Linked DNA regions of Ovis aries: region 2 is linked to region 1. The links are chromatin contacts, called in public Hi-C maps. All regions are on one chromosome and are shown on one strand. Each heading gives the region's core, a stretch centred on a gene start, on an enhancer-like site or on the middle of the called end of the contact. The rest is flanking DNA. Distances are from core to core; before and after follow the strand shown. Region 1 holds the start of STAU2 (staufen double-stranded RNA binding protein 2). Region 2 holds the start of ELOC (elongin C).

Region 1 (5,955 bases), core at 1,227-3,726:
AGCTCAGTACACCATGGTATGTGTGAATCATCCTGAGAAAGCAAGGACAGAGAAGAAATAGCCTCCAGGACCAATGTTGCAATCTTTTCTCCTACAAGGTTGCTATTATCCCGCGTGTCCATCACAGTTTTGATTTCAAATATTCATCATGCTTTCTTAAAACATAAGGATGCATCAGAAAAAGTGATTAATGCTCAAAGTTCCCCAAAATCGTGAAGTCAAACATTAAAATTGAAGGTTTTCAGCTAACAGTTAAACCACCCTTAAAAGATCATCTCATCTTTTCTGCAGGAATCACCCAACTTGAAATCCTTTACTATGTTCTGCTAATTGAACGGTCTTTCTTTACCCAAGGAGATTTAAACCTTTTGGGGAAGGGAGGGGGGCGGGAAACGCGTCACGCCAAGTAAAGATCCTTTCCAAAGAAAATTCTCCGCAAGTGCAAAATTCTGCACATATTTCCAGGGACTTTCAGATCCCAAGGCCATTATCCCCGCCCCCTCTCCAGAAGGATCCCAGCTGAAGCGTTTCCCCGATCGCCTCTGCGGAACACCCCCCTGGACCCAATCCACACAGTGCCCGGCTCTCCCCCGAGGACGGGAGGCTCCGTCCTCTCCGGGTGGATTCTGTAACCGATCTTTGTCTCTCCGCCCAACTCCCTTAACCTCGGCAAGGTCACTAGCTGCCAACCACCCCTCTGAGCCGAGCCCTCACCGTAGTAGTTCTTATGAGCCACGGTACAACTTGCGTGTCATAGGATACATTCTGCCCCTCGGCCCCACCTACCTTCCCCATTTCGGAGCCTTACGTCTTCATCACTTGCCCATTATACAGAAATAGCCACCACCGCCGGCCCCCGGCGCGCCCCCGCCCCGCCCCGCCGATCCTCCCGCGCCCCCCGGGCCCCTTGGCAGCCCCTCCAAGGATGGGCCCCCCCTCGTCTCCCCTCCCTTCCCCTCCGCAGGGACCCTCCCCCTCCCTCTCCCGCACAGTCTCCTCTCCCGCAGTCCCCTCTTCCGGCCGTTCCCACCCCCCCGGCCCCGCAAGGACCCCCACCTCCCGGGCCCCTGCTCCCCCTCACCCACTGGCCCCCCTCAATCCATTCTTGCCGGCCTCCTCGCCTCCCTCCCGGCTCCTCCCCTCTGGACACCTGTGTCGTCCCACCCCCTCCACACTCGCCCCCCCCAATTCATTCACCTCCTCCCCGGCTCCCTGCCCCCCGCCATCCTCCTCCCCTCCCCCTCCAGCCCCGAGAGGGCCCGAGGAGGGAGGGAAGGCGCGGGGGAGGGGAGGCCGCCAAGGGGCCGCTCTTCTCGGGGTTCGCCGCGCGCCGCGGACCCGCAGAGCTCCCCAGCGCCCTCTGTCTCCTCCGCCGGCGGGGCGGAAGTCGGGGCCTCCCGGACGCCCCCAATGAGGGTATTTACCTTCTCGCCGGGGACACTTTGCAAACGACTCCAACATTGGCAAACACTACAGAGAACTGACCCCGCTCGGCCGCCGCCGCCGCCACCGCCGCCGCCGCCGCCGGCTTCCACCCCTCGGGTTCCCCGCCCCCCGCCTCCGCCCGCCTTTCGGGCGCTCCCGCCGCGCCCTCCCGGGCCCGCGCCGCGCGCTCCCGCCGACGCAGCCGCTCCCGCGCCCCAGCCCGCCCGGCACGCGCGCGCGCGCGCCCCCGAACCCCGCGGACCTGCGCCGCGCGCCCGGCACCGACCCTCCCTCCCTTCCTCCTCTCGCCGGCCCGCGGCCGAGCGCGGCCATTGTTCCCGGCTCCGCTCCCGCCCCCTGGCGGCCGGCAATGCGCCGCAGTGGCGGCCGCCGCGGGCGCTGCGGTGCTGGCGCCGGCAGGCCGGGCCCGCGGGCGAGGGCCCCGTCCCCCGGGTCCTTGGGAAAGGGGGGCGAGCGAGCGCCCGGCGATCGCGCCCCGTCCGCAGTCTCTGGGCCCCCGCGGCTCAGCTCCCCACCCCCTCGGCTGCAAAGGGTGGGCCTAGGGCAGCCTCGTCCACACCTGCAACTCGGCCACTGCCTCCCCCGCCCAATGGACCCTCTGCTCTTTCTCGGCGGTGTCTGCACCCCGACTCCCCTCCCGTACCTTCCCCAGGCTTTCTCGCTGCCCCCCTTTGCTCTGCTGGGGACGCGCTACCATCCCGCGTCTGCTCCGGCCGCCGCTGTGCGATGCGCGGTTTAGCGGATCCTGCACCTTTCCAGACTGGGAGGAGGAGGGGGCGGGGGAAGGGGAGGGGGTTAGCGCAACTGTCTCGCCCAGAAAACACTAGTGATCAGTAATCACCTGCTCTCCAAGAGCCGCAGCGTGCCCAGACAGCCTCCTCGGCCAGAAAAATCACGAAAAGAGAAGTCTTTCGAACCAAAAAGAAGGAAGATCATCCTAGAACAGTGCCCTAGATTTTAGATTGTTGAGGCAAGAATGCCAGAAAACGCGAATTAGTTCTTGATTCGTCCTGGTTTTGATGTGGGTTACTGATGTCTGGATAACTTCAACCCAGTTAAGCCCCGTGAAATCCAACACTCCATTTAGTAAATGGCACCATAAATAATCTGGTAATAAAGTACGTCTAGAAATAGAATTATTACTGTGTTTCACAAACTTATCCATTTGCATTATTATTCCCAGGGTTCTTTTCCCAGTATCAACTCTGCCTGAGACATGTCTACCAGACCTGGGATTTCTTTCAGTCATCAAGTAAAACCGAAAGTTCTCTGAACAGCTAGGAAGACAGTGTAACATACGGGTTACAAGAAAGGGCATTCTAACTAGATAACCAGGCCAGGTTATCCACTTACCAAGTAGAAGACCATGGGGATGTTATTTACCTGATGAGTTTTATTCTTTTCTTCCCCAGGAGACAACAACGCCTTTTTTTTTTTTTTTTTAAGATTCATTTATTTTGGCTGTGTTGGGTCTTCCTTGCTGCATGAGCTTTTCTCCAGTTTGTGGTGAGCGGGTGCTACTAATTGCTGTGTGCAGGCTTCTCTTCGTGGTGGCTTCTGCTGCTGCTCAGCATGGGCCCTAGGGCAGGTGGGCTCAGTTGTTGCAACACCCCAGCTCTAGAGTACAGGCTCAGTAGTTGTGGCACATGGGCTTACTTGCTCTGCGACATGTGGGATCTTCCCAGACCAGGGATGGAACCAGTGTCCTCTGCACTGCCAGACGAATTCTCAACTACTGGACCACCAGGGAAGCCCTATAATGTGTATTTAAATGTCATAGTATGCACAAAGCCCTTTAAAGCAGGGCCTGACCCATGGTAGGTCTCCCGTGGAAGGACATCATCTCCTGCCACGTTTTCCTCCTAGAACTCTTTCCTATGCTTCTTCCCCTCTTTTTCACCTCTGCCAGTTCCTTCAAACTTAACGTGGTGCATCCTCCCTAAGTGTGCCCTAGTCCTTGATTAATGACTTCTAGCGCTCAAGCCTAGCATTCAAATACTTGTTCGATGCTTTGAATGAGAACATGCCCTTCACACCAGCAATATGAAAGGACAAGCCTCCCACATTTGTGCCTTTGTTGGGCTCCTCCCACTCCCTGCAGTCCATCCTCCTGTGAGCAAGTTATCCTTCAGTTCAGTTCAGTTCAGTTCAGTTCAATCGCTCAGTCCTGTCAGACTCTTTGCGCACACCAGCCCTCCCTGTCCATCACCAGCTCCCAGAGTTCACCCAAACTCATGTGCATCAAGTCGGTGATGCCATCCAGCCATCCAATACTTTGGCCACCTCATGCGAAAAGTTGACTCATTGGAAAAGTCATCCTTCAGATCCTTCCAAAATCACCTTCGTGAGAGCATTTTGCAGCTCTTCTGAGCAAGCCGGCTCTTTTTCTTCTCTCTCCTCTGACATGATAGGTGTATTAGATTGTTTTTGAACCTAATTCTGTATACCAAACTGTACCTTGTGTAAGGCCAGGCTCTGTGTCTCATTCATCTTTGTAGTCCCAGCATCCAACAGCCAACAGGTGGAAGTAAATGCTTTCAGAATAAACAGATGAGTTGATACTTTTAGAAATGGTGCTGAAGTGGTCAGAAGTGTCATTCCCTCTTATTCAGGTCGTTATAGTTCATTGAAAACTTTATCTCTGCCGTAACTTTTTCTTATAATTAATTTTAAGGCTTTGGTTATCCACTTGCTAATTAAGAGACGTTGAGGGGGAAAAGAGAGACCATGGGTGTGTTACATTTAAGCCCTGAATCAAATGAATTTTTAAAATTTCATTTATTTAATTTAGTTTTGGCTACACTAGGCAGCATGTGACAAATATGCTTACAGCGAAAACACCAGACATGGGAAAATCCATACATCCAGTACTAGAAATGTTTGTATGAATATAAAAAACTGTTTTGTTTTGTTTTTTTCTCATTAAGTTGGCATGCAGAGAACCAGAAAATTGGCTAGTAGTGCGGGAAAAAAATTCCAGAGAGAGAATTTATCATTTAGCTTTATTCTACCATTGTTACTCTAATTTCTGATACTTTTCTTTGTGCCTCGCTTATAATTATTTAAATTTTCTTGAAATAGAAAAAATGTGTAACATCTCTGAACACAGGGGCGTGGGATAGCAGGTGTTTCTTCTTAAATAAGTTCAATGACTTCTCCTAACCCTTTTTAATTGTGTCTATTTTGAAAGGTATCATTTAGCACTTCGTCATGTTTCCTTCTTGTCCTATCCCCTCTTCAAAAGGCTTCATTATTCTTTCTCCCTTCCCATTTATAAAGGAGGGGGTGGGGAGAAGAAACATTCTAGCTGTTTATACCTTCTCACTCTTTCATCTCTTTGGTACTTGTTGATTACATTCTGAATTAGTAATATATTGCAGTTGTAATAAACCATCCCCAGGGAAATCCCTGGTAGTCCAGTGGTTAGGACATGGCGCTTTCACTGCTAGGGTCCAGGTTCCATCCCTAGTAAGGGAACTAAGATCCGCAAGTTATGCAGCATGGAAACGAATGAATGAATAAAATAAGCTATTGCCACATTTAGTGACTGAAAACAACAGAGGTTTATTTAGTTCATGCAGTCTGGGCAAGGCTCAATAACTTTATATTTAACTGCTCCCACAGTTATCAGCTAGGACAGCTCACAGGCTGGGAGCCCAAACCAGGGAAGGACACACTCACTCACACCTAGGTTGATGCTGGCCGCCTACTGAGACCTCATCTGAGGCTGTCGGCCAGAACACCTACCTGTGGCCTGTGAGCTGCTTGGCTTCCTCAAAGCACAGTGGCTGGGTTCCAAGCAACAGGAAGTCAAAGACACTTGTTCTTTTAAGGCCTGGACCCAGCAGCTGGCACAAATGTGCTGTGAACTCTGCCATATTCTATTGGTCCAAGAGTCCCAGGGCCCAGATTCAAGGGGTGAGACCAGACTGTCAAAGAATTTTAGAGTGACATTTAAAGCTCTATGCATTCACTGAAATATATCTCCTTGTCTGTTCACTCTTTTGCTCTTGTGTTAAAATGACGATGGCATTGAAAATGTCTTTTCATGGACACCTGGGTCTGTGTGTATCATGGCGACTGACTTCTCATTGAATGTGTCCCTTGCCCACTGAAGACACCTGAATGATGGAGGCTATAAAAACCAGGTTCCAGAGGGCTTAGTACACTTTTCTAGTCCACTCCCTGCCTCAGGTCAAGGGGGAGGCTTCAGGCAAGTCAGGATGTCAGGAGCTGCAGCAGTGGGAGAGAGGAACAGGTAGGTTGGATACTGGAGGAGAGGCCCAGGCTGTAACATGCAATTGCAACACCGAGTCACGCTGTGTTTCTGGAATGTGTGCAGTTGGCCGTGCGCCATGCAGCCAGCGAGGAGGTGAGAAGTGACCCAGGGAGGGACCCACAGAGGCAGGGTCAAGACAGGGTCAAGCCCACTGGCAATGTTAAGAGGTTACATCACCCAGGACAGGGGCTGCTCCTTCCTCTCCCATACCCTTCTCAGCATCTGTTGCG
Region 2 (6,028 bases), core at 2,857-5,356, 160 kb after region 1:
TTAAGACTCTGAGCTTCCAATGCAGAAGACATGGGTTCAAGCCCTGGTCAAGGAACTAAGATCCCACAGGCCACCCAACACAGCTGAAACATTAAAAAAAATTTTTTTTTCTATCTTGAGACTCAGATAGGTTTAAGTAATAAGACTTCTGTTTCTTCATCTCCCAAATGAGGAAACTGGACTAAACTGTGTCTAAAGTCCCTTTCAGCTCTACTATTTTATGACTGAATCCATCTGAAATTCACCCTCCCTCTACAAGTGCCCATAATTCCCAATTTCTCATTTTTGTTAAACAGAGTGGCTCCCACACAGCACAGAACTCAAGAGCTCCAGAGTGCTGTGTGTTCCACTGAGGCTGTCCTGTCTGCCACACCCTGTAACCAACTTAACCTCCCTCTCAGGCAATGATGTCCAAACTCCTTTGTCTTAGTCTAAAACGCAAGAGAAAAGGGCTTCCCTGGTGGCTTAGTGGTAAAGAATCAGCCTGCCAATACTGGAGACACGGGTTCGATCCTTGGGTTGGGAAGATCCCCTGGAGAAGGGAATGGCAACCCACTCCAGTATTTTTGCCTGGGAAATCCCAAGGACAGAGGAGCCTGGCAGGGTACAGTCCATAGGGTCCCAAAGAGTGGGACACAACATAATGACTAAACAACAACAATTATACATTCTATGCACTATAATAACTGGCACCATAGACACCTCCCAGTCTTTATGCTCCTTAACTCCCTGCCCCTCCTCTGATGCAGCTAACCCACCTCAATCCCAATCCTGGGCAAACCCAACTCTCCACCCAGCTCAGGCCTCAAATAAAAAGCTGAACTGGTTAAAGAAAAGTCACAACCATTTTGACTGGTCTCTATTTTAAATCTATGGCGACACACTTTGAACAGGGACTTGGTATCACAGTGATCCCCTTAACTAACTAGTTAACTGGCTTTCCTACTCAGAAAATTTACAGCTTCTCTTAAACCTCCCAGACTCCCCTCCTCCCTACCCTAACAACTTCACTTATTTCACCAAGAAAACAGAACAAATCACTCCAAATGCCTTGTCTTTTCCACCTTCATCCTGCCTGCATACCATATACGCTGTCCATTTTCCTGTTTCAAAAGCTGCATTAAAAATCATCCTTCCTACCACAGTGATCCAAGAACTTTGCTCCACCCCTATTTCCATCAACACATCAAATGCTGTAACGTCATCAGGACCACCCATCACCCATAACCCACAAAAATCAGTCTTTTTAGACTACTAGTCCAATCAAAGTGCTCTTGTCAAATTTCAACTACTCAGTCACTAGGTCAATTTTTAATCCTCATCTTACTCTTTTATAGTTGACTCCAACCTCTTTTCTTCCATTAGCATTACAGATGCCACACCATCCTGGCCTTTCAGTTCCCATCACTGCTCCTCTGACTAGAGTGCTCCCTTCCCAGCCATCTGTCCTCTTCTGCATCAAAACTCTTGATGTCCTCTGGTCTATAGTTTTAAGTACCACCTATGAAACACGACTCCAGGATTATCTCTCGAGCCTGACTCCTGCTCTGAGCAACAGGAGGAGTATCCTACTGCCCACTACGGCACATATTCTGAACTGTATAAAATTATCAAATTTAGTACACTGTGTACAGAACTCCTACTTTGTTCCTTAGAAGCCAGTGCACCCTCCCCAGTCTTCCTCATTCCAGGAGATGGTGCTACTGTTCACACAGATGTTTGGGCAAAACAAGGTGATTCTTCCAGATTTTTTGTCCTGGGGTTAGTAAGACCCATTTGGCTCCAGCTCCAAATTATACTCCGAATCAGACCGCTTCTCACTTCCAACTCTACATCTCTAGTTCAAGCTACCACAGCTCAACTGAACTACTACAAGTTGCCTTAGGAGCTGGTTTCTCCACCTTCCTCCAACTCAGTTTGCTACTCAGCAGTTAGTCATCAAAAGCATTCCCCTACACAAAATCCTCTAATGGCTTCTCATTACAAACAGAACAAAGACAATAAAGTTCCATTTCATTTACTGCTTGCTAACCATTCTGTTCTCATCTCCCATCACTCTTCCTTATGCTCCAGCCACACTGACCTTCTAAGTATTGTAATGGGTCAAGTTCATTTCTCTTAAGGTCTATGCATTTGCAGTTACTGCTCTCTCAAAAACTCTTCCTTCAGATCTTCGTTATTTTGGTCTCCAGGCAAAACATTAAGTCTTCAGAGAAGTGGGCCTTCCTCGAGCACTTCTCTTTCAAAATTACACACTCCCACCCTAGTCACCCTAACTTAATCTAACTCTAAATCTAGTTATATTCTCTTTACACTTATCGCCATCTGAAACTATATTTGCTTACTTAATGTACAGTCTTTTCCCTCAAGCTCCAAGAGGGCAGGCTTCATATATAGTGCCTAACATACAGAAGATGAAGATGCTCAATAAATATTTGAGTGAATGGCAGTATAGTTTTCTTAACCACTAAAGCTTGAAATCACTGAAGAGATTTTTCTGATCTTATTTAATAATGGAACAGTAAACATTTAGGACGGGTTAGCTAAAATGCATTAACACACACCAGTGTAAATACAAAGACTTTTCAGGTTATTTTCTAATACTGAAAAATCTACAAAAAAAAAAAAAAAAATCCAAAAACCCACAATTTATAGGATACAAATACTACGTTAGAACTTGATATACAGAACTGACTCTAACTTCTGACTACAAACTATTGCCTAATCATATTACAGAATTACTATACTGAAATGAAACTAGCATCTTCCATTTGAAATAAATTTACGCTAGAGTCTGAGTGAACTCCGGCATTTGGTGATGGACAGGGAGGCCTGGCGTGCTGCGATTCATGGGGTCGCAAAGAGTCGGACACGACTGAGCGACTGAACTGAACTGAACTGAAACCTTGGAATGGTAGCTATTGGTTATTAGGTCGATTTCATACTTAAGGAAAAAAGGACAGTCATTTAAAAATTATGAGGCCAAAATCATCACTGGCAATAAGCACTTAATATCCACGATGACAGGGGCCATAGTTGTCTCTTTGCCATTTTATCTCCGAAATGAATGAATCAACGTGTGAACAGTGATGTTTCAACATCATGAATTATACCACAACTACAATGTAAACGAGATCGGAGAGGTCTCATTTTAGTCCACTAAACAAAACAGGAAAACTACCTGGCGATCAAAAAGCAAATTTGGCAGTTTGAAAATAAGGTTTTAAAACTCTAAAGGATTTCGGTTTTTTCTATACTGAAGGCGACGCAGAATAGAAATGCTCGGATTAATAACTCGAACTCCATAAACTATACTAAAGAGGTCCACAGGAGAAACTTAATGGCCACCGTACTTGACACTAGACGCCTCCATCAGATGAGACTGGGCGGCAGATGCTCGACAGACCCAAACCACCAAGTCGGGCAAAGATAACCCAACAAGTTGGCCCGAAAGTAAAGTTCTCGGGGTCCCGCTACAAGAAAGAGCGAGGGCCCTCCTCTGTGACTGGGGACCGACTCCAAGGAAAGGACGAACCTGAGTGCACCCGAAGAAAGCAAAAAAGGAAAAGCGACAGGGCTGCCATGCTCCTAACTCCACCCTCCTCGCGTTCAACCCCGAAGAGGCCCAGTCTCGCCAGCCACCGCCCCTCCTTCCTCCCTTTTCCAAGCCCACCGAGCGGCGCCAGGGAACGTCCCGCCACCCTCCTCTCCCCTCCCCCAAACCAGGAGCCGAAGCGGCAGGGGAAGGTTAAGCTTCCGTTCCTTCCCCGCCCAAATGGGAAGGGGTGGGAAGTGGGATGGCGAGAGAACCCAGTACGAGCCTCCCTCGTCCCCTACGCGGGCCCAGAGCTCCGTTCCCACCCCAGCCCGAGACTCACTCGTCAGCTCCGCAGCAACCGCAGGCACCGCACCCGGTCCCCGCGCACAGCTACAGCCCCTACACCACGGCCACCCCCCCCACCCCCAGCTGCCTGCCGCCGTGGGTTCCGGGGCAGCAAGAGGAATCACTTCCGCTGGGTCACAAATGCCTTCTACGCGCGGGAGATTAGTACCTGGTGAGGCGGAGACGCGCCGAGGCCGTTGCTTGCAGGCGTCTACAGGAAGTGCGCAGTGTCCCCTCCCTTCTTCCACGGGCCAGCCTACGAGGACGGCGGAGCCGGGAAAAATCTCAGCCAATCCTATCTTGGCTCTTTTATTCCCAGCATGCAGCGCCGACCCTAATCTGATTTCCGAAGGGACCTCATCCTTGAAGCGGTGCTGGGAGTGGAGGAGGTCGGGGGTCCGAGGCAGCATTGCATCCTGGGATTTGTAGTTTCTCTGGCGGGTACTGACGTGTTAGGCGGAGTCAGCGCTGCAACCTGGAACTTGTAGGAACTTGTAAGACTCACGCCGAGTCTGGTAATTTTGGAGGTTGTCCCTACCGCTTCTTTGCGGTAGGTAGCCTAGAGGTAGCAGGCGTCCGCAGAAGAAGGGGCGGAAAGTAGGGGTGCGGTTTCTATGCTAACAAGATCGTGCTCTTTATGAAGCAGTTTCTGTCTTTTGTGAAAAGTTGCAGAGCCTATTGAAGAGCATCTCGGCAGCTCGCGAAATCGCTGGTCTCATTTCCTCTCTTCCCGGTACTTTGTAGTGTTTACTGAAAGCAACCACGCCCCCCACCCCCACTCGGAGGCCTTCACCCCATCTCCTGTCTCCCTCCCAGCCAATCATTCACGGAAACTGCGGCCACCGGTACTCAATTCTGACACCATCTTTGTCACTGCACGCCCCCTCTTCCCCTCCTTCCTCTGCTGTCTCTCCCGCTGTCTCCTCGGCGCACTATCTCCCCACTCCTCCCATCTGCCTATCCTTTTTATAGATCTTACCTCCACTTAAGATGGGGTTCTATCCTGAGAACTCATGGGAAGTTGAAAATATCAGTTGAAAATGCACTGGATAGACGTAACCTGTTCAACACAATTTAGCCTAGCTTACCTTAGAGTGTGCTCAGAATACTTACATCAGCCTGCAGTTGGGCAGAGATCATCAAATACAAAACTTATTTTACAATGGAGTGTTGATTATCTCAGGTAGTTTATTGATTACTGTACTGAAAGTGAAAAACAATGATTGTAAGTGTATAGGTGGTTTACCCTCCTGATTGGGTAAGTGATTAGAAGCTTCAAAGCCGAGGAGAGAGTATTATACTCCATCTTTCATACTGTATTTAGCCCAGGAAAAGATTAAGATTCCAAATTGTGTATGTTTTCTTCTGAATCTTAACAGCTTTTGCACCATCATAAAGTCAAGAAATTATAAATTGAACTATCATAAGTCAGAGCTGCCTTTACGTGCTTTCCTGTGGTGAAATTTAGGCACCCTTCCAGGAAAAGTGAAACAGCTAAATAAAGTTCACCCTCTGTTTACCGGACTGAGGCATGAAAAGAATGTAGGGCCGAGACTCTCACCATTGCAAGTTGCTCAAATAGAACTGTTGTGTAATGATGTCCACAAAAGGAAAACACAGGTGACCCAGAGTTTGTTGACCTAATTAGTGACTTTTGCCTGAAAGACACGTTTAGTTCATTTGGCAGATTAAAAAGTGTTTCAACAGCAAAACCAGACAGACTGTTGGGGGTTAATTTTTCCAAGCCTTTGCAAAAATGATTAAGGTTTTTTGGTTATACTAGCTCAGAATAGAGTTTGGTAAGGAGGAGAGGCAATGGGGTGAGAAGAGGAGGCTGCGGGCTCATTTTCGACTGATCTTTTCCTCCCTTAGTTCAGGAGTGTTGTTTTCCCCTCTTAAAACTTCCCTTTCCTCATTGCCTTATCACCTTCTAAAAGGATCACTATGTTAGTTGCCTAGAAAATGATAGAATTTTTCAGGTGAGGATGCTGAGGCTAACTAATGCCAGATTTAGGGCTAACATCTAGTCAAGGATTGTTTTTTAAAAATGCAAAATTTACTTAGGATATTATTTATTATGTAAATAATAATTTATTATTTACATATAGTAAACAGATAATACATGGTTATAAAAATGTAGAAATT

What was found. Hi-C and Micro-C count contacts between places; a contact is called where the count stands out from the background.
Region 2: a Hi-C map of liver shows a contact between it and region 1, with 2.3 times the contacts expected there. The contact joins the promoter of ELOC here to the promoter of STAU2 in region 1. A contact is called at or near these places in 2 of 16 Hi-C or Micro-C datasets (hypothalamus and liver).

The regions. Positions count from the first base shown.
Region 1 is chr9:50,031,433-50,037,387 of ARS-UI_Ramb_v3.0, forward strand. STAU2 (staufen double-stranded RNA binding protein 2) reads right to left here and starts at 2,477. Exons shown (of 14, transcript XM_060393813.1): 1 at 2,288-2,477.
Region 2 is chr9:50,188,083-50,194,110 of ARS-UI_Ramb_v3.0, forward strand. ELOC (elongin C) reads right to left here and starts at 4,107. Exons shown (of 4, transcript XM_004011744.5): 1 at 4,053-4,107.